2 separate regions of the Anas platyrhynchos genome follow, and region 2 is linked to region 1. A link is a contact called in public Hi-C data. All regions are on one chromosome and are shown on one strand. Each heading gives the region's core, a stretch centred on a gene start, on an enhancer-like site or on the middle of the called end of the contact. The rest is flanking DNA. Distances are from core to core; before and after follow the strand shown. Region 1 overlaps EXOC6B (exocyst complex component 6B). Region 2 overlaps EXOC6B (exocyst complex component 6B).

What was found. A called contact is a pair of places that touch in the nucleus more often than the background predicts.
Region 2: a contact with region 1 is called in a Hi-C map of skeletal muscle, with 3 times the contacts expected there. The contact joins two enhancer-like sites. A contact is called at or near these places in 2 of 8 Hi-C or Micro-C datasets (liver and skeletal muscle).

The regions. Positions count from the first base shown.
Region 1 is chr4:78,178,061-78,183,161 of IASCAAS_PekinDuck_T2T, forward strand. All of the region lies in intron 1 of EXOC6B (exocyst complex component 6B), which reads left to right. Among named protein-coding and RNA genes, the nearest start is that of EXOC6B, 32 kb to the left of the region's middle. Within about 2 kb of position 2,896, at least 2 of the 8 cell types and tissues checked have an H3K27ac peak or open chromatin away from gene starts, as enhancers often do.
Region 2 is chr4:78,261,348-78,266,760 of IASCAAS_PekinDuck_T2T, forward strand. All of the region lies in intron 7 of EXOC6B (exocyst complex component 6B), which reads left to right. Among named protein-coding and RNA genes, the nearest start is that of EXOC6B, 120 kb to the left of the region's middle. Within about 2 kb of position 2,079, at least 3 of the 8 cell types and tissues checked have an H3K27ac peak or open chromatin away from gene starts, as enhancers often do.

The DNA.
Region 1 (5,101 bases), core at 1,646-4,145:
GTGAATTTTCACTCTTGTGCCTATGTTGAGCAAGACACCACGTCTGGGTAGGGTACATAGCGCTGAGCAGGGGCCAGCTTGGAAGCATCTAGCTGGAGAGGGGAAAATCCACCGCTTCCTTGCTCGTGTCTGCCACGGGCTCTGGAAGCACGCAGACAAGTGCTGTGCCTCTGGTCTGCGCTGAATTCATCTGGTTTGGGACTGCAGTCATCGTGCTGTCTTTTTTTTTGCCCTCCCTGAATGAATCAGCTCCTTGGTACCTGATATGGATGATATGGGTGTGGGTGGTTCTTTAAAAATATCTATTTATGGGATGTACTTGCATCTAGTAATTAAATTGCTTCTCAATCTCCCTTCTGAATAAGCCAGGTGGAGAGATCTCATAGCGTCATGCCATGTCCAAGGCACTTTTTCTAGCCAGTGATCTTCTGTAGTCACCTTTAGGCATCTTCTGGGACTCGTGCCCCTCTGGGATTTGCACGTTCACTGCTCTGGAGCTGGTATTTCCTTCGTGTGAGTTCCCAAATAAAGGTAACCCACCGTGCAGCGGGTTAAGATCTGCTTTCCCCCTTCAGAAGTCATCAGAGCGAGAATCAGCTGGAGCCAGAGCTTCGTGCCCCGTTGTGAGCAGCACATCTGATGGCCATCTCCTCCCTGACCCCGAGCGTGTCCCCTCGGCCCAGCCTCAGCCTGCTCGGGGCTCGACGTGCCGCAACGCCGCTGCGGGCGCAGCACAAGGGAGGTTGGAACATTTGCGGTGGCTTGGAGTCCACATCCTCCGCTGCTTGTGGCTTTGTGTCTGCCCCCTTATTTCGCCACTTCTCCCGACAATAGTACATGTGGTGGAAACGTTGGGGGACTTCCTGCGAGTAAGCGCGATGAGGGTGTAGCGTTAGATTTCCTCCTCTCTAAATTGTGTTGTTTACAGGCGCTGTAAAAGATGATTCATCTCCCTCTTAATGTCAACCAGCTTGGACGGGGCGAAATTTATCTCTCGCTGGGTTCTCGCTAGCATTCCTACCCTACACATGGTGCAAATCAAGTGTCCTCCCAACTTGAAAGAGCTTGAGAGAGCCGGGCCCGCTGACGCATCGCTTTTGTTCTTGGGGGAATTGTTTCCATTGTGCTCGCAGAAGAAGGAGGGAGGTTGAAAGCTCTGCTCGTGGCCAGTTCTCTCCATCTTCGCCTCAGCTGGGGGCGTTCGTGCTTGCTCTGGCTGCTCTGCCTTGCCTGGCTTGGGGTCGCTCCTTACGTTTCCTGGCTCGTCTGGAGGCTGAGCGCTAATTTGTTCAAGCTCTCCCTGTCCGTGTCTTTTATCGTCTGAGAGTCGTTCTTTAATAGGGACATTATAGCCGAGTTGTTCCATTATATTTTTCAATTAGGGTAATTATTCCTCGTTTCCTTCGGAGTCTTGCTGGCACAGAGCAGCTATATCCTACCCCGGAGACGGCTGTGGCTTTATGGTGGCTCCGTTTTTCCACTAACGTATAGTCCCAAAGTCTTTGTTGTCAGAAATGAACGCTCAAGGAGGCTTTAGAGCATTTTATAACCAAAGACCTGATCTTGTACAAATGAAGGAAATGGGAATTTGTCTGTTGTCGTCAGTGAAAGTGGAATTGGGTTCTTTGAAGTCCTTTTAAAAAAAAACAAAAGGCTTCCCTACCCAGAGCCAGAGACACCATTTCTTCCAGCTTCGGGACGTCGTACAGCGTTGGCTAAGATCAGGTGCTTTCCAAACAGTTTCAGCTATTCAGCTCAGACCCTATTAAAAAATAAAAAAAGGTGTGGGGGGGAGCTACAGGGAACCTCAAGAAGCTGCTCATCCTCTCCCTGTCTGAGGAGGTCCAGGAGCAAATGTGTCCGACCTGTCCCCGCTGGATGTTTTTCTGACTTGTTCTTAGAAATGATGGCTTTAACGAGGTCCTATAGCGTGCCTAGATGTTCGGTTTTGGTTTTCTGCCACTCGTGCAGTTAGAAAGCTTTGTCTAATGTTTAACCTAATTCTCCTGGGCAATTTAAGCCCATTACTATTTCTCCTCTCTCCAACAGGCAGAAATATTTTCGTGGGAATGTCAGCCTGGGCCTCCTCTGGTAGTCGTACATCCCAAACACTGCTGCCTCTTAATCCAGCTTCCCTCCCCGAGGATGTTGCTGTTACTGCCTCATGTCCTCCAGATGAGTTTGCCAGAGGAGGCATCTCTAGTTAGAAAGAGGACGGGCTTTCGCTTGCAGCCCTGCAGCTCAGAAGTGAGCAGCAGCTCGGGGCTGAGGCTGAGATCCGAGGGGAAGGAGGGGTTTGCTCACCCCAAACTCAGCCTTTGAGTCCCAGAACCTCAACCCTGGATGCCAGGGGTTTAAGGCAGGGTTAGTGCCTCCTGTACGGAGCTCTCTAGAGGGGTTTCAGCTCAGCAAGGCTAACTAAGCTTGTTCTGTTTTTATTATATATATATTTTTATTTAGGTCTTGGGCACTAACAGATACACCCTGAGCACCGGGTGTGGGGTCTGCTCTCAAAGCTGCCAGACCCTAGGCTGCTGTTTCACATCTATATTTAGGCAGCCAAATCCGACGTGTTCCCTAATCTGCGAGCTGCACGTGAGTTTTAGGAAGCAATTACTCAGCTGTAAATGAGAGAGAGCCTCTTGCTCAGCTAGCACTGATGGGAGAAACGGGCAGCAAGGTGCTCATCTCTGGCAGAAGCTGTGCGAGGTTTCCTCCTGGGAGCCACTTGTGTGATTAATCTGGTTTGATTACACTGATGTAAGTTAAAGAAACTTTTCAGGCTTCTTTTCTAAAGCACCTTCACTCCCGCAGGATGCTGGTGGGGCAGGAGAGGCTGCAGCAGGAGGGCAGGAGTGTTAACGGGACCGGAGCAGGAGCTTTCCCCTGGCAGAGCTGCATGCAGAGCTGCTGCTGCAAGCTGGGAACGTCTCAACACAATAAAGTGGCAGTGGAGGGCTCCTTGAGCTCCTGTCTGTTTATTCAGGCCTTGGGTTGACCTGGCACACTCCTCTGTGAGCAGAGAGGGGCTGGAGCCTCCAGGTTGCCCGTGCCAAGAGCTGTTTGTGCTCGGTGCCTCCCGAGGTGGAGCTGAGGCTGCTTTTGGGCATCAAGGACCAGGTGTGAATTCACCAGAACGGCCACCCCGGTGCTTTGGAGAAGTTCTGGTGCGAGTGTGGATGTTCTCCATCACCCTGCTGTCGATTCGAGTGCGCCTTGTATGGTTTTCTAATGCAGTGCTTTTAATCTCGGGCACGTCTCGGGGATTTGTTGTGCCTCTGCTGGATGCTATGACAACACTGCTTCACAGCAGAAACGAGGGCCCGAGTCCTAGAGCCAAGAATGCACGCACACAACCAAAATCGCCTTGTTTAAACAATGCATAAGACAACAAAATGAACTTTGTTAGCAGGGGGAAGAAGACTTTTATTGGGCAATAACACAGCAAGCATAGACATTAACATTTTTCTGTGGTAATCTAATCTGCTTTTATAGATGTAATGACTCAAATACTAATCCTGTAAAGTTTATTTAAAAAAAAAAAAGATATTTTGTTATCAGTAACTTTATTTGTGGATGCTTTGGAAGCGTGCCTCTCATCCTCATTGTCGAGTGTCTCCCTTTCCTGTGCTGCTGGTAGGGTAAATAACCAGCGGGAGGCCAGCAGCATCCAGTCGACAAAACGTGCTTTTCTCCAGAACCCTCTTCCTGGTGATGGAGATGGCCTTCATCTTGCCAAGTTTTGGGCGTGAGACGTGGCCAAACTCCCATTGTTTTTGTGTGCACGGCTTTTAGCGTGAGAAATAGCTTCCACATGGAGGGGTGAGAGGGAATTAGAAGGGGATAACTTGCACCTGCACTGCACGCTGGCACGGCCGTGGATGTGCAGCAGGACCAGCGAGGTGCTCCCAGCATCTCAGTTCTTGCTGCCTGGCTCTGCTTTATCCCAAATGAGATGGCGTTCAGCCCAGTGGTGGCTTTTTGGGGTGGTTTGTGCCTTGTACCTTGTCCTGGGGCCTGGGTCTGCAAGCTTCTCAGCACTGTGTGGGTGATGGGGGTCAGTAGGATCTTCTGTTCTGTGAACACAGTGGCTGATCTCAGGTGTGTACAGACGTTATGTATGATGCCATAGGCCATACCTAAAATACATTTTCCAAAAGACAAGGTTTCTGCATGTTAATACCCCTACTTTGCTCCCATACAATGATTTTTGTCTGCTTTTCTGATCTTCCACCCACATGCTGCCTGGCACCTGCCCTGCTCTTTTGCCAGGGTGGCTTCCTGGGCCTGGCTGTGCTGGATGCCTCTCTGTCTGCCTGATAAAGCTTGTTATTAATTCGGCATGTCCTCATTCTGCTTGTCCTTCAAATCAAAGCCCAATTCTTCCAGCTTTTCTTCCTAGGCCAATAAATATGGTGCCGTGCTGGTGACTGCCATCCCGCAGAAGCCCCTTCTTCCCTCTGGTCCTGTTCTACCCCTGCTGCTGCTTTCACCTTTCCTTGGTCTCTGCCTCGTGTGCACTTTAACCCATGTTCACCTTTGCAGCTTCTGGTCGTGCTCCCAGTCTCTCGAGGTCTTTGGCTGCTGCTTTCCAGCAGGCTCGTGGCCGCCCTCGCTTCGGCGCTACCGCCGTATTTCGAAAGTACAGCTTGTATTATACTTTCCAATTTACTAATAAAACCGCTGAAGAAAACCAGGCTCGGAAGAAATTCATGTGGAAGCACTGTTGAAAAGCCCCTTCTGGTTGAGCCCAGTCATTGACAAGCAACTTCGCCTTCAGAATGGTTTTTGAGTGGGGTGCGCGTGTGGTTTATGGTAATTTCTGCACAGCGCTCTGAGGGCTACAGCTGCTAGGGCTGTGCCTTGCCCAAATCAAGGTGCACATGGGCAGCTCCCCCCTGCTATCAAACCGGTTATCCTGCCAGATAATAGCAGTGCTTTTCAGATTTGCTTTGTTCTTTACTCCAGGACCTTGTCATAATGAGATATTGCTAATAGCTTGATGAATTTTACGGCGATTGAAAGGGTTTTGGTTGTAGACTGAAAATAGGGTTAAGGGGTAAAATTCATGGTGGGTCTAGATAGGAAAAATGCACGTGGG
Region 2 (5,413 bases), core at 829-3,328, 82 kb after region 1:
CTTTGAGAAGTTCTCTGCAGTTTCCCCATTAGCCTTTAGAGGGCAGTTCATGTCCAGTAAATAACAGATTTAGGGACTTGAGTGATTTCTCTGAGTTTTGAAAGCTCGGTCAGCAAATATGGAATATTTTTTAATGTGAAATTTTAATGAATTCTCCAATAACTGCTCATGCTTTAAAAAAACAAATATTTTGTCAACCTAAAGAAGCAAGGTGAGATCAAGTTTTGATTTATTTACAACTGTTTGCAGCCTTTCTAGTTTAAATGCTAAAAATTGTGACGGGAGCAAATGTTATTTATTGAGGTTGGGACAAAAAGTCTTGGGAATTCACTATGGTAGAGGAGAATTATCTCATAGCTGGACTAGAAAGTTTTTTAAGTTAAAAACAAACACACACAAAGTGTTGTTTGAGTTTGGGGAGTGGGGTTTATGGACAGTAATGCTGTGTGATGAATAACTCCCAAAATCTCGTCTCCAAATCCCCAAGCCTCGTGCCCAGCAGTCGTATCCCTGGCGAACAACTCCTTGGTAAGAAGTAGTTTATCAACAGAAAATTTCAGCACAAATTTAACAGTGTCAAAGGAATCTGGGTGACACGAAGGCAGCCAAATGAAATATAAGCTCTTCTGTAAAGTGATCTTCAGTGAAACTTTTCATATGGGATTAAACACCCCGTATAGTCAACATGCTTGGAGAAGCAGCAGCTATTTAATTCCGATTAATTAAAACCAGAAATAACACAATAATGTTCTTCTTTCTTCTACTACTACCCTAAAGCTCATGGATCACGGAGAAGATGATTATTCTCGAAAAAGCCATTTAGCTCTTAACAAGAAAAGGGCTGAGCCACAAAGACTGGCTTTTGACATCTGTTTTGCGGGTTTCTCATCAAAAAAACCATAGGGGTTATTCCTAAACAGAATGAAGTGTTCTTTGTTGCAAGAAGGACTTTGCTTTGTGCGTGTTTAATCTTCCAGAGGTGGAGGTACTGTTGTTGTTTCTGTCCCCCAAGAGATACGAACAATCTCATAGGGCATTTCTCTCCATTTTTGGGTTCATTCTTTAACTCCTAGGATTCTTACCCAGTCTTGCTGCCTAGGATTTCGGTACATTGGTACCTAGCTCTGAAGTTACCCTTGTATGCTGAAGCTGATGGCACTTTGAGTGAACCCCTTCAGCTTCCTACTGCAAAAACATTTCTCTGTCATAAAGAACTAAACAAAACCAACAATCAACAACCAAGAAAATACCCCAAAGCGGCAAAGGAAGGCTCTCAAGATACCCGTTAGTCCAACAGGTTCTTCCCAGGCGTGGTTGGCATTACAGAGCCCATCCGTAGCATGCGTTCATCAGACGTGTCCTTGAGCCTGCGGAGATGGAGACCTCTCTGTTAGGCCATTGCTTGGTGTTTTTCTGTCCTTATCCTTCCTGGTACGCCTAAACTTAATGTCCTGGTGTGATGCACTGCATGGGCAGGGCACAGAGCTCAGCACCCGCACAGCCCCATGAACGTGCCTTCGGCTGCATCGCAGAGCAGATGAGTCCTCGGTGCTGGTGGCATTACCTGGAGCCACCGCCACGAGCAAGGTGTCTGTCTTACAGAGGGGCATTGGAAGAGAAGATCCATGCCTTGGCTTGAGCTGCTGGAAGGCTGCCCGCTGCTTCGATGCCCTTGAGGTTCAGCACCTGCTATCCTGGGTTGTCCTGAGTACGGCCGAGGATCGTTTCTGACTGCGGATCTGCTCTGCAGATCTTCCCAGGTCTCATTTAAGAGACTTACAAGCTGCCTTGCTTCAAAACCTAAAGATGTTTTGTCCAGGACTCAGGGCTCGGGGCTTTGTCCCTTTATTCCGATGGGTCTTTGTGTGTTCCGGGCTAATCGGGACCATCTCAGATAGGTGCTTTGAACCTTACCGGCTTCTCAGAACCTTGAAAAAAACCCAAACCAGGCCGATAAATGGAAACAAAAGCAGAATCTTGAAAGGAAACTTATCTCCACAACGCCTAGCAAGGCCCAGAGAGAGGGTGTGTGAAACAGCAGCGTGGCAACTCCCACAGAGAACAGAAGAAAGGCGTTTAATCAGAGACCAAGATATGGGGGTCAGCACTCCTCCGGCTGTATAACTTCTCGAGGGTCAGCGTGGTCAAGATAAGAGCAGAGCAGAGATCCAGGACCTGATGAGCCCTCATTCTCCCTCCCTTCCCATTGCTAACCCATCAGATGACGATGTCGGGCAGTGTTTCTCAGTATACCGGCAGCTTCAAATGGCCTGGAAAAATGAGAGTAGAAACACCGAGACGCTTCGGAATCGGCTTACGCAGCCCTTTTGGTTTGTCCCAGTTAACCAAAGCCGAGCTGTGGAGCTGTCAGAGCCACAGGCTTCGATGAGTTTGAAATACCTTGTACAACAGCGGTCCTCCTCCTGCTTTTAGGCAGCTTATCCAATTTTCAGCTTCTCCCCTCGGTGTAAATGTGATAAACGCACTTTTTAATCGCATAACCGAGCTGCTTTTGATGCCTGCGTGCCGATAGCTTGTTCTGGAGGCTAGATCACACAGAAGCCTAAATCAACACTTTGCTCCATAAAGGACTTCCAAAAAAACGGCTTTCTGTCTTTTATTGTGCAGCTGACCTGGAGGACTCGCCTGCTTGAGTCCTTTTATCAAGGCTAATGTGATAAACTTCTTCTTACAGCTCCTGGGAGAGGAGAGCGCTCAAGTCTCCATCGCTCCTTTCCCCGAGTGCCGTACTGCAGGAGCTTCCCCAAAGCACTCTAGAGGCTCAACAGTCTTCGTATCAAATGCTGAATTAACCAAGCTGCTCTCTACAATGAACCCCGAGGATATAAATAATGCTGACCTTGCCTCACAGATAAGGAAAAGGAGCCGGAGTGTGGGGATGAGGAGAAATCCCTGGGTCAAAGCAAAAGCAAAGGGAGAATTGCTCGCCCACGCTTGCACACTCGATGCTGAAAATTTGTATTTGTGCAAACCTGATGGTTGGGAATATTGTCAGGAGATGGTTAGCACGGGGTGAACCGAGGTCTAAGAATCATTTTTAGGGAAGGAGGAGAGGTGGAAGGTTGAAGCAAAGGCTGTGCAGGGTGGTGGGGGAGTGCAAATTCACTGAATGCTGCATTTTCAGAGTTATTTTTCTAATGGCCAAGCAGCGAGTTAAAAAAAAAAATCATGTTTTTGGGCCTCATTTCCTGTGCTGATGGTGAACTTTGTCAGACAAACCTCTGACAAATTGTTTTCTCTGATAACCAGTTAACACCAAGGAAGCAGATAGGCAAAAACTCTTATCATCTTGACAAGCGACTGGGTTTTAGTTAAAACTGAAAACAGAAGCTGTGTCAGCGTGTTGAGTTTACACCTTGCAATAATAATACATGCTTTTATCTGATCTGAGGGGGATTTTATAACTTTCAAATGGATCTTTGGCCGGGAGCCAGCCGTACTGTCATTTTTTATTAACTTTCTTTTTTTCTTCCCCCGTAGCCAGTCTGCTTTTTGTAATATTGTTGAAGGAATATGTAGCCCATTCCTGGGGATATTGTGAAACGATATTTTAAAGTTCCGTGTCTCAGCCCATTAGAGGGGTCTATAAAACAATCACAGCAGCCAATGTGCAGTAACTAATCAAAACCACCGAAGCTAACCACAGCGGTACTTCAAGCCCTTTTAAATAATAAAACCTCTTCTGCCGTGCCTTATCTACCGTCTCATCAGGAAGGAGCTAATTAGATTCTTCTCAAAAGTAAATATTGTCAGTTCATCGGTGGGTGGAGGTGACGGGAGGTAAGACGCGCTCGCTGTCAACATTGGCAAACCGAGGCAGAAAACAAGACAAAGTTGTAAAAACCCTATAAAAAGCTGCTGGAGTTTTAAAGGAGCTCGCTCCCGTGTAGGTGGTATCAAACCCTTCCCTTGCGGGAATGGGGCTTCTGTAGGCAGAGCCTGGGGGGGACACGGGGTGGGATTTGGGGCTGTGGGTAAGGCAGCTCCTGGAGTTTGGGGCCACCACGTCTCACATCTCCTATAGCATGGCCAGGCCGTGGGCTTAGTCCCTTGTGGTGGCTTTCTTGTACTGCGATGCCTTCTGGGTGTGAATTCCCTCTCCGAAGCTCGCAGCAGCGTTTTTGGGATGCACTGGCAAATATTGAGGACTGGTATTTAGGGTTCTTGTATGGCAGGCTTGAAGGTAAGCCCCCCACAGCCACGTAACGAAAGGTTGGGCACGTGGTGGAGTGGGCGTGCGGGCGGTGTAAAAGAAGTGAATGGCTTGGGGGAACATAGCTAATAATAAAAAAAAAGTGCTTTTCCCCCCTGCTCTTTTGATCCTCTGTTAAAAAAGGGATGGCAGGAGGAAGATCAATGTTTCCAGTTGAGTTTGGCCAACAAAACCTACCGGCTTCTTCTCCAAGGGATCCCACACCAAGGGGCAGCCCCAGGTCCTCGTCCTGGCCCCTGAAGGCTGCAGGGGGAAGGCTGTAGCCAGAGCCAGGACCTTGCTGCTCTTTGGGGACTGGGATTTCGGCACGTGGGCATGCAATTCTCGCTGGGCTTGGGGCAGGTTTCAGCTCCGTGTTATTGCTGAACCCAACGTTGGCTACGAGCAGGCGTTGGGTTTCTTCACTTTCCTTTTTATTGTCACGTTAAGCGGAGAGCCGAGAGATTGATAGTCTCGTATAATGGAGGTAATTTTACAGAATAATACAAAAATGCACTTGCTTTCATGTAAACCACACCAAAAGGTAAGGGGATTTTTTTGTTTTATTTTTGTCCCTCGAGGGCTTTTCTCCTCCCCCATAGCCCCGGGTTCCTCCGCTTTCAGAGGGCACGCTGGAGTGTCGCCTCTGCTTTGATGTGGTTTCTAAAGTGTGCCTCTTCATTGGGCTCCCTACAGATGCCTTTATGTGAAACAGAACATTAAAATCCAAATGTGCCTGCTCCGCAGGTCGTTTTTCATCCTTTATGGGCGACGTCAAATATATTGCAGGGTTGTTCTGCTGCACCCCCGGCCCAGGAGGGAGAGGGCTCGGGAGGTGCGGGGAACGAGACGGGGGTGGGAGCGGGGGGGTTCCTTGGCGGTTAAGCCCAAATTTCTCCCGAGTTGCTTCCTCTGGGCCTCTCCCCAGCTCTCTCTTTCTCTCCAGGTGAAACCGAAACCTCGGTGACTTCACCCAAACCCGCCGAAGTTAAAGCAAATTTGATATTTCTCACTTCTAGGTCACTTCAGTCCATATTGTTTCCTGCCAGGAGTGGGGGCGGGGGGGGTGGGGAAATGCCCTGCTGTTAATGGAAAAGTAATTACTGCTTTTTTTTTTTTTTCTGGCACGTCCATCGTGTCCCTCCAGCGTCACACCTAGGTTATGGCTCTGCCTCGAGTGCCGCCGCTCGCCGGTAGCCT